Linked DNA regions of Triticum aestivum: region 1 is linked to region 2. A link is a contact called in public Hi-C data. All regions are on one chromosome and are shown on one strand. The core of a region is the stretch at or near the end of the contact, and the rest is flanking DNA. Distances in the headings are between cores, read along the strand shown.

Region 1 (3,623 bases), core at 381-2,880, 440 kb after region 2:
ACATTTTAAAATATTCATGATCTTTTAAGAACAGTAATGCATTTACAAAATATCCTAATTTAAAAAAATCGTGAAGGAAAATGATAAAAAGTAAAATAACATAAAAATGACGAAAAAATGGTTAAAATTCATATAAATGGAATTGTTCTTATGAAGATCCTGGAGTACCCGCCTCCGTGTGGGCTTCGCGGGTGAGAGAGCCCTTTGAGCCATCCATTTGCGCTGGCTTGCCGCGATGACCTCTTGGGGCCTATACGCGTCGTCCGATCTACTTGGACGATGTGCGCCCGGGTGACCAGAATTGGCGGTCCATGACGAGTGTATCGCGGGGGCACGCCTAGGGGCACCATCATTGGGCGGCGTTGGGCGCACCCGCGTCGGCACTATCGCACGCTGCCCACGCGCAATAGCGTTGGCCAGGCCCGCGTGTCGGCGTCTTCAGTCCTTGTCGTGTTGGTCTGGTCGTGCCAGCCGGGGGTGCGTTGCAGTCGCGGCACCGGCTCACGCGTGGGCCTTTTCGGGTTGTTTGGTTTGCCCCACACGGGTACACATGCGGCTCGCGTGTTGTGACACCTAGGTGCACCGGCGCTGCGTCAAGTTGGCTGTGCGAGGGGCCGTCCTGCTGGCTTTGTCGGGCTACTTTGCGCGCCTGAGTCGGGTCCACATGTGTGCCTGGCTCGGGTGGGAATAGCTTGTCCAACATACTTGAGGAGAATTTTCTTACCTCTGGCAGATAAGAATTTTTCTTTTCATCCACTAACTTTTGTAATAATTTGATCAATCAGGAAATAAAAGCAGGAGCTTTTGTCCATACCGGCATTCGCTGGTAAATCCAAATGAGGGCTTCACTCATAAGATTCAAAATGTGCAGATTTTTGCATTGTTGTTCACTTTCGTATTGGGACTAGAAATGATGCTTGATTTCTCTACGCTCACCATCTGCCCCGAGGCAGCATAGTAAGAATCTAATGCTACTTTCAGCACCTTCGCGTTCATGGCATTAGATCTCATGAGGATCAGTGAATCCTTAGCAAAGGGAATATTAGAAATCACTGGAGCATCTTTACTGACTTTTACTCCGGACAAAAAACCATTCTCCTCCGCATTAGCCAAAAGGGCAGTCAGGCCCTTGGTACACACAAGAATAAGTAGAGAGATAGAGGGTCTCCCTGCCTTGATCCTCTAGTAGGTTTAAAACTCGGTGCTCCACGGTGGAAACACACTGCATAATTAGATTCACCCAATTCTCCTGAAAATCCAATGTTAACAAAATAAATTTCCTTTTATTTGTATGTTTTATTTAGGCCTTTTATTTGTACGTGTGGTAGCAAAAGGAGCTCAGTACTAGTCCTATTCCAGCCGGAGCAAAACGCCGAAGGAGCGAGAGGAGTCACTGCTAGTTTGGCACGGAGACAATGTCAAGTCACAGTAGCGTGGGCTATGGCTAGCTAGCTTGACAATGGGCTAGTAGATGCGACGAGTCTCGCCTCTCGTAGCCGCCCATCTTCGCCCCAACTTTTACCGCAATCGCACAGGTGTACGTTCGTCTGGCATCCGGCGGCACGCTGAGCTGCCTGGCACTGGCGTGTGTGGCCCACGTGACCTCGCGTCAATAAAAAATACTACTCCACCTCCGGAGCTGTCAGGCGCTCACGAGGCTCCAAATACAAAATGGCAAACTCCGCCGCCCTGCTCCACTCACTCCTCTCCACCGCCTGGACGCCGCGCCGCCGCCTCGACCGAGCCTCGGCCACGCGGCTCGCCCCGTCCCCCGGCCTGTCCTGCCGCTCCTCCCGGCCGACGCGCTCCGTGCGCCCGATGGCGTCGTCGACGACCGCGGCCCGGGCCGACGCGGCGCCGCCGGGGCTGAAGGAGGGCATCGCGGGGCTCTACGACGAGTCGTCCGGCCTGTGGGAGAGCATCTGGGGCGAGCACATGCACCACGGCTTCTACGACTCCGGCGAGGCCGCCTCCATGTCCGACCACCGCCGCGCCCAGATCCGCATGATCGAGGAGGCCCTCGCCTTCGCCGCCGTCCCCGGTAAGCAACGTTCGTGTCGCAATTCGCACCAAGATCGAACTATCTGCTTGGTTCAACCGTGCCGGCCCAATTCGTTGCTGGCCAGCAACAGCCCACGGGTCGGATTTGTGCACTGTATATTGAGCTGAGCTATCCATCCGACTGCCTGTACTTGCCAGTTGCCACGCTGGTGACCATTGCTTTTGCAAGTACGAGATGGCACTGTTTGGATTGAGCTTGGTCGTCTTATCACTGCTCTGCCAGTACTCTCTGGCACTCTGCTCGCCGTCGTGGCACCAGCGAGCCAATCTGGATTTGGGCCCAAAAATGTGCCTGAGCTGCGAATGTTTTTGCAGTACGTTCTGCCGCTCCAGTCAGAACTCCTACCAGAGTGTGGCTCACAGTGGTTGTGCTCTCCAAATTCCCAAGGCTATAGTTCTCTAGTAATTTGCGGTAATACTTTAGTACTGTAGTCTGTATAAAATTTTGTTTTAAAAGGAAAGTCAGTAAACGCTATGCAGTACACCTGTTTCTTTTAGATGTACGTATAATACAGCTCTCGATCAGCCCGTTTAGAAGACCGCACTAGTGCTACGTGGTAGGCTGGTAGCCATTCCCTCCCCTACAAATTCTCTTCTGAACATTCCCTTTCAATTTCTGTAGAGTTTTTGCTTTTACCTTTTTTTAGGATTGTCTTAAGTTTATTTCAAAATTATTTTATGAGTTACGACTTCTTTCTTTGAGAAATTAAGTTTGGGGTCTCCTGTAATTTTGGTGCTAGAGTGTGATTTCATCTTATGCTCACTCTCGACGATATATGCATTGTTTCTTTAATTGAGATAGCATGAAAAGAATGTCGTAGACTTATCAGGTATTATAGCTGCCTAAAATTTAATAATAAATATGAATATATGTTCAGTCATAAGTATTACAGTTACATAACCTCAACTACATCTTCAGTTCAGTAGTATCTTGCAGCATAGTTCCATGGGAAATCAAGCTAGTTCAAATTAATAAAAAAGGTTAAAAGAGACATTTAGAGAGAATATAGCACCTTGTTCAAAACAAACTTGGCCAATTTGTCATTATGTATGGAGAATTTGCTTGATCTGTACTTCAAGTGTATAGTGCAGGATTTACTGCTGTTTTTGAGGGAATGCCTGTGCTTGCAGACGATCCGACAAACAAACCGAAAACGATTGTTGATGTTGGATACGGAATCGGTGGTAGCTCAAGATACCTGGCGAACAAATATGGAGCACAATGCTCTGGGATCACATTGAGCCCAGTGCAAGCCGAGAGAGGAAATGCCCTCGCAGCAGTGCAGGGGTTGTCGGACAAGGTTTTTTCTACTGTTCCGCTCTTGCCAATTAGTTTGGGGTTTCAATCTCTGACCTCAGACCTACTTGGGGTTTGGTTTGGTTTTGGAAGTGACAATGTGCACATGTTTGGCCCAGGCTTCTTTCCAAGTTGCTGATGCTCTGGAGCAACCATTTCCTGATGGGCAGTTTGATCTTGTCTGGTCTATGGAGAGTGGTGAGCACATGCCGAACAAACAGAAGGTAAACATACTAGTTCTAGAAGAAACTAAACAGTATGAGTC
Region 2 (3,330 bases), core at 255-2,754:
ACGGCAGTGAGCATCATGAAATTGGTGATGGAGGATGGTTGATGATGACGACGGCGACGAATCCCCCTCTCCGGAGCTCCGAACGGACTCCAGATCAGCCCTCCCGAGAGAGATTAGGGCTTGGCGGCGGCTCCAGATCAACCCTCTCTGATTTTTCTCTCCGTGAAATGGAATATATAAAGTTGGAGTTGAGGTCGGTGGATGTGACGCCCGGATAATTAAGCTACATTAATTCTCTGCTAATGATGTCATGTCACTATGATTACTGTTGCTAATCACCATTGGTTTCAAATCTCGTTCGAATTCAAATTCAAAATCAACTCAAACAATAAAATTTTTCAAATATTGGAACTAAAATGTTCGGTTTGTGGCAAATAATCCATACTAAATGTTGGTGCAGAAACCCCACATTTATAAAGTGTTTAAAACTCTAAAATGAACAAAGCGGTAACAAACCCAATTATTTAAAAGCTTTAAAAAAATTAAACGGTTACAAACTATTTTATTTTAGGTGCCAAGTTAATTGTGGTGGTGGCATGTTTGGTAATACTAATTTATGCGCAACTAATGTAATTTATAAAGCTAAGGTATTTAAAATATAAAATTAAAACACAAAAGAAAAGAAATAAAACAAAATACAAAAGGAAAAAAAAGAAGCAAACAAAAGGAAAAGGCTTCCCCCACCCACTGGGCCTGGCCCAACCACACCGGCCCACCCCGCACCTCCCCTGGCCTATATGGCCTCTATCCCCCGAAACCCTAAACTGCTACCCACCCCACTCCCGTCGATCCCCCACTCTCCCCACTCCTTCTCCTGCTCCCAGCCCCGATATGGATCGAGCCCGACTCCCGCCCCCGACGCGTCCCCAGCGCCACCCCGCCGCCGCCACATCATCCCCGTCGTCCCCGTCGCCCCTGACACCCTGCGGCCGACCTTCGTCGTCCGCCGTCGCCCGGAGCCGTCAACCATCGCCGTCCTGCATCCTCGTCCTCCTCCTTGACTACTCCTTGCCGGACTCCATCGTCGCCGTCGTCTCCGTCAACGCGACCGTCCCCGTCCCCCACCCCGAGCACCGCTGCCTCGTACCCTACGCCCCGTGGTGAGGCTCCGGCCTCCCTCTCTCTCTCCCCTTTTTCTTCGTCACCGGCGTCGCCCACCGCGCGTCGATCGCGCTCGGCCCTGCGCCTCGCCGTGATCCTCCATGCCCCGTACGCGCACGCCTGGCCCGCTCCCTGCCGGCACTCCTGCTGCTCGCGCCGCCCGCATCTTATTTCGCCGGTGCCGGCGCCCCACCGCTGCCTACCTCCGCCCCTGCTGCCTACCGCGCCAGGCCACAGCTAGCCACGCCGGGTCGCCTCCTCCTCCGCCGGGCAGCGACAGGCCATGCTCGCTCCGGCTGGCCTTGCCCACCACCGCTGCCGCAGCTCCTGGCTGTGGACGCCGACCAACCTCTGTGCGCCCGCGCGTGCAAGCCCTCTGGTGGCCGAGGCCACTGCCACCCCGGGGCTCCGCCCCGTTTTCGCTAGCGCCAGACCCGCTAGGCCCCTTAGGGCCATTGACCTTTGGGCCTAGCCTAGAACCTTTTTATAAAAAAGGGAATTAAATAATAATAATAATAATGTTAATTAATTAATTAACTAACTAAATTGAGTAACTTAATTAATCATAATTAGATTAACCTAATCACTAATTAACCTAATTAATTGTCAGTTAAATAATCATTCAATGACATGCGAGACCCACACATAAGTTTGACCCAGTCAACGCCCTGTTGACTGTTGACGTCATGCTGATGTCATGACGATGTCAGCATACACTATTCTGAATAATGTTGATGTAAAATAATTAAATAAATTAAAAAATGATTAAATCTTTTAAAATTAATATAAAATAAACCGTAGCTTGGATGAAAATACTTTGTACATGAAAGTAGCTCAGAACGACGAGACGAATCTGGAAACGCAGCCCGTTCGTCCGCCACACATCCCTAGCATAGCGAATCTGCAACATTTCACCTCTGGTTCACCTGTTTGAAAATGCGAAACACCGGGGATACTTTCCCGGATGTTTCCCCCTTTTTGTCGGTATCACCTACTACCACGTTAGGGCACACCTAACACCGCTCATTGTCATGTCATGCATCGTCATGCTTATGTTTGCATTTTATTTACTGTTTCTTCTTCCTCTTCTCTCAGGTAGACTACGAGACCGACGCTGCTGCTGCCCAGTTTGACTACGGAGTTGACGACCCCTCCTTCTTGCCAGAGCAACCAGGCAAGCCCCCCTTTGATCACCAGATATCGCCTATTCTTCTCTCTACTGCTTGCATTAGAGTAGTGCAGCATGTTACTGTTCGGTTACTCCTATTATGTTGCATAGCCTGTCATTGTTGCTACAGTCATTGATACCTTACCCGCAATCATAAATGCTTAGTATAGGATGCTAGTTTATCATCATTGGTCCTACATTCTTGTCAGTCTGCCTTGCTATACTATTGGGCAGTGATCACTCGGGAGGTGATCACGGGTATATACTATACATATATACATATCATACAGATGGTGACTAAAGTCGGGTCGGCTCGTTGAGTACCCGCGAGTGATTCACGGATTGGGGGCTGAAAGGACATTTGTCCCGACGGCCCTCTGTGTGGATCTTTGTGGCGGAGCGAAAGGGTAGGTTGAGACCACCTAGGCGAGAGGTGGGCCTGGCCCTGGTCGGCGTTCGCGGTTGCTTCATAATAACACGTTTAACGAGATCTTGGTATTTGATCTGAGTCTGGCCACTGGCCTATACGCACTAACTAACTACGCGAGAAAGACATGGGCACTCGACGTCGTGGTATCAGCCGAAGCCTTTGTGAGATGAGCGACTGAGCGGCGCGCGCCAGGTTGGACTGCGTAACGCGACTTCCTTTGTAATGGAGGTTGCTAGGTCTGCTCACCGGCCGGGTACGCAACATGCAGGTGTGCAATGGGCGATGGGTCCAGACCCCTGCGCGCTTAGGATTTAGACCGGCGTGCCGACCTCTCTGTTGTGCCTAGGTGGGGCTGCGACGTGTTGATCTTCCGAGGCCGAGCATGACCCAGGAAAGTGTGTCCGGCCAAATGGGATCGAGCGTGTTGGGTTATGAGGCGCACCCCTGCAGGGAAGTTTATCTATTCAAATAGTCGTGTCCCTCGGTAAAAGGATGACCCGGAGTTGTACCTTGACCTTATGACAACTAGAACCAGATACTTAATAAAACACACCCAGACAAGTTCCACAGACAACCCGGTGATCGCTATTCCACAGGGCGACGAGGGGAGGATCGCCGGGTAGGATTATGC

The links. A called contact is a pair of places that touch in the nucleus more often than the background predicts.
Region 1: a Hi-C map of leaf shows a contact between it and region 2, with 2.9 times the contacts expected there. The contact joins the promoter of LOC123137891 here to the enhancer-like site in region 2. A contact is called at or near these places in 2 of 5 Hi-C or Micro-C datasets (both in leaf).

What each region holds. Positions count from the first base shown.
Region 1 is chr6B:541,650,037-541,653,659 of IWGSC CS RefSeq v2.1, forward strand. It overlaps LOC123137891 (probable tocopherol O-methyltransferase, chloroplastic), which reads left to right and starts at 1,631. Exons shown (of 6, transcript XM_044557755.1): 1 at 1,631-2,041; 2 at 3,193-3,362; 3 at 3,478-3,582. The coding sequence starts at 1,672.
Region 2 is chr6B:541,208,872-541,212,201 of IWGSC CS RefSeq v2.1, forward strand. No RefSeq gene overlaps it. Among protein-coding and RNA genes, the nearest start is that of LOC123137890, 180 kb to the left of the region's middle. Within about 2 kb of position 1,505, at least 8 of the 8 cell types and tissues checked have an H3K27ac peak or open chromatin away from gene starts, as enhancers often do. A contact at or near this core is called in leaf, where this site is marked.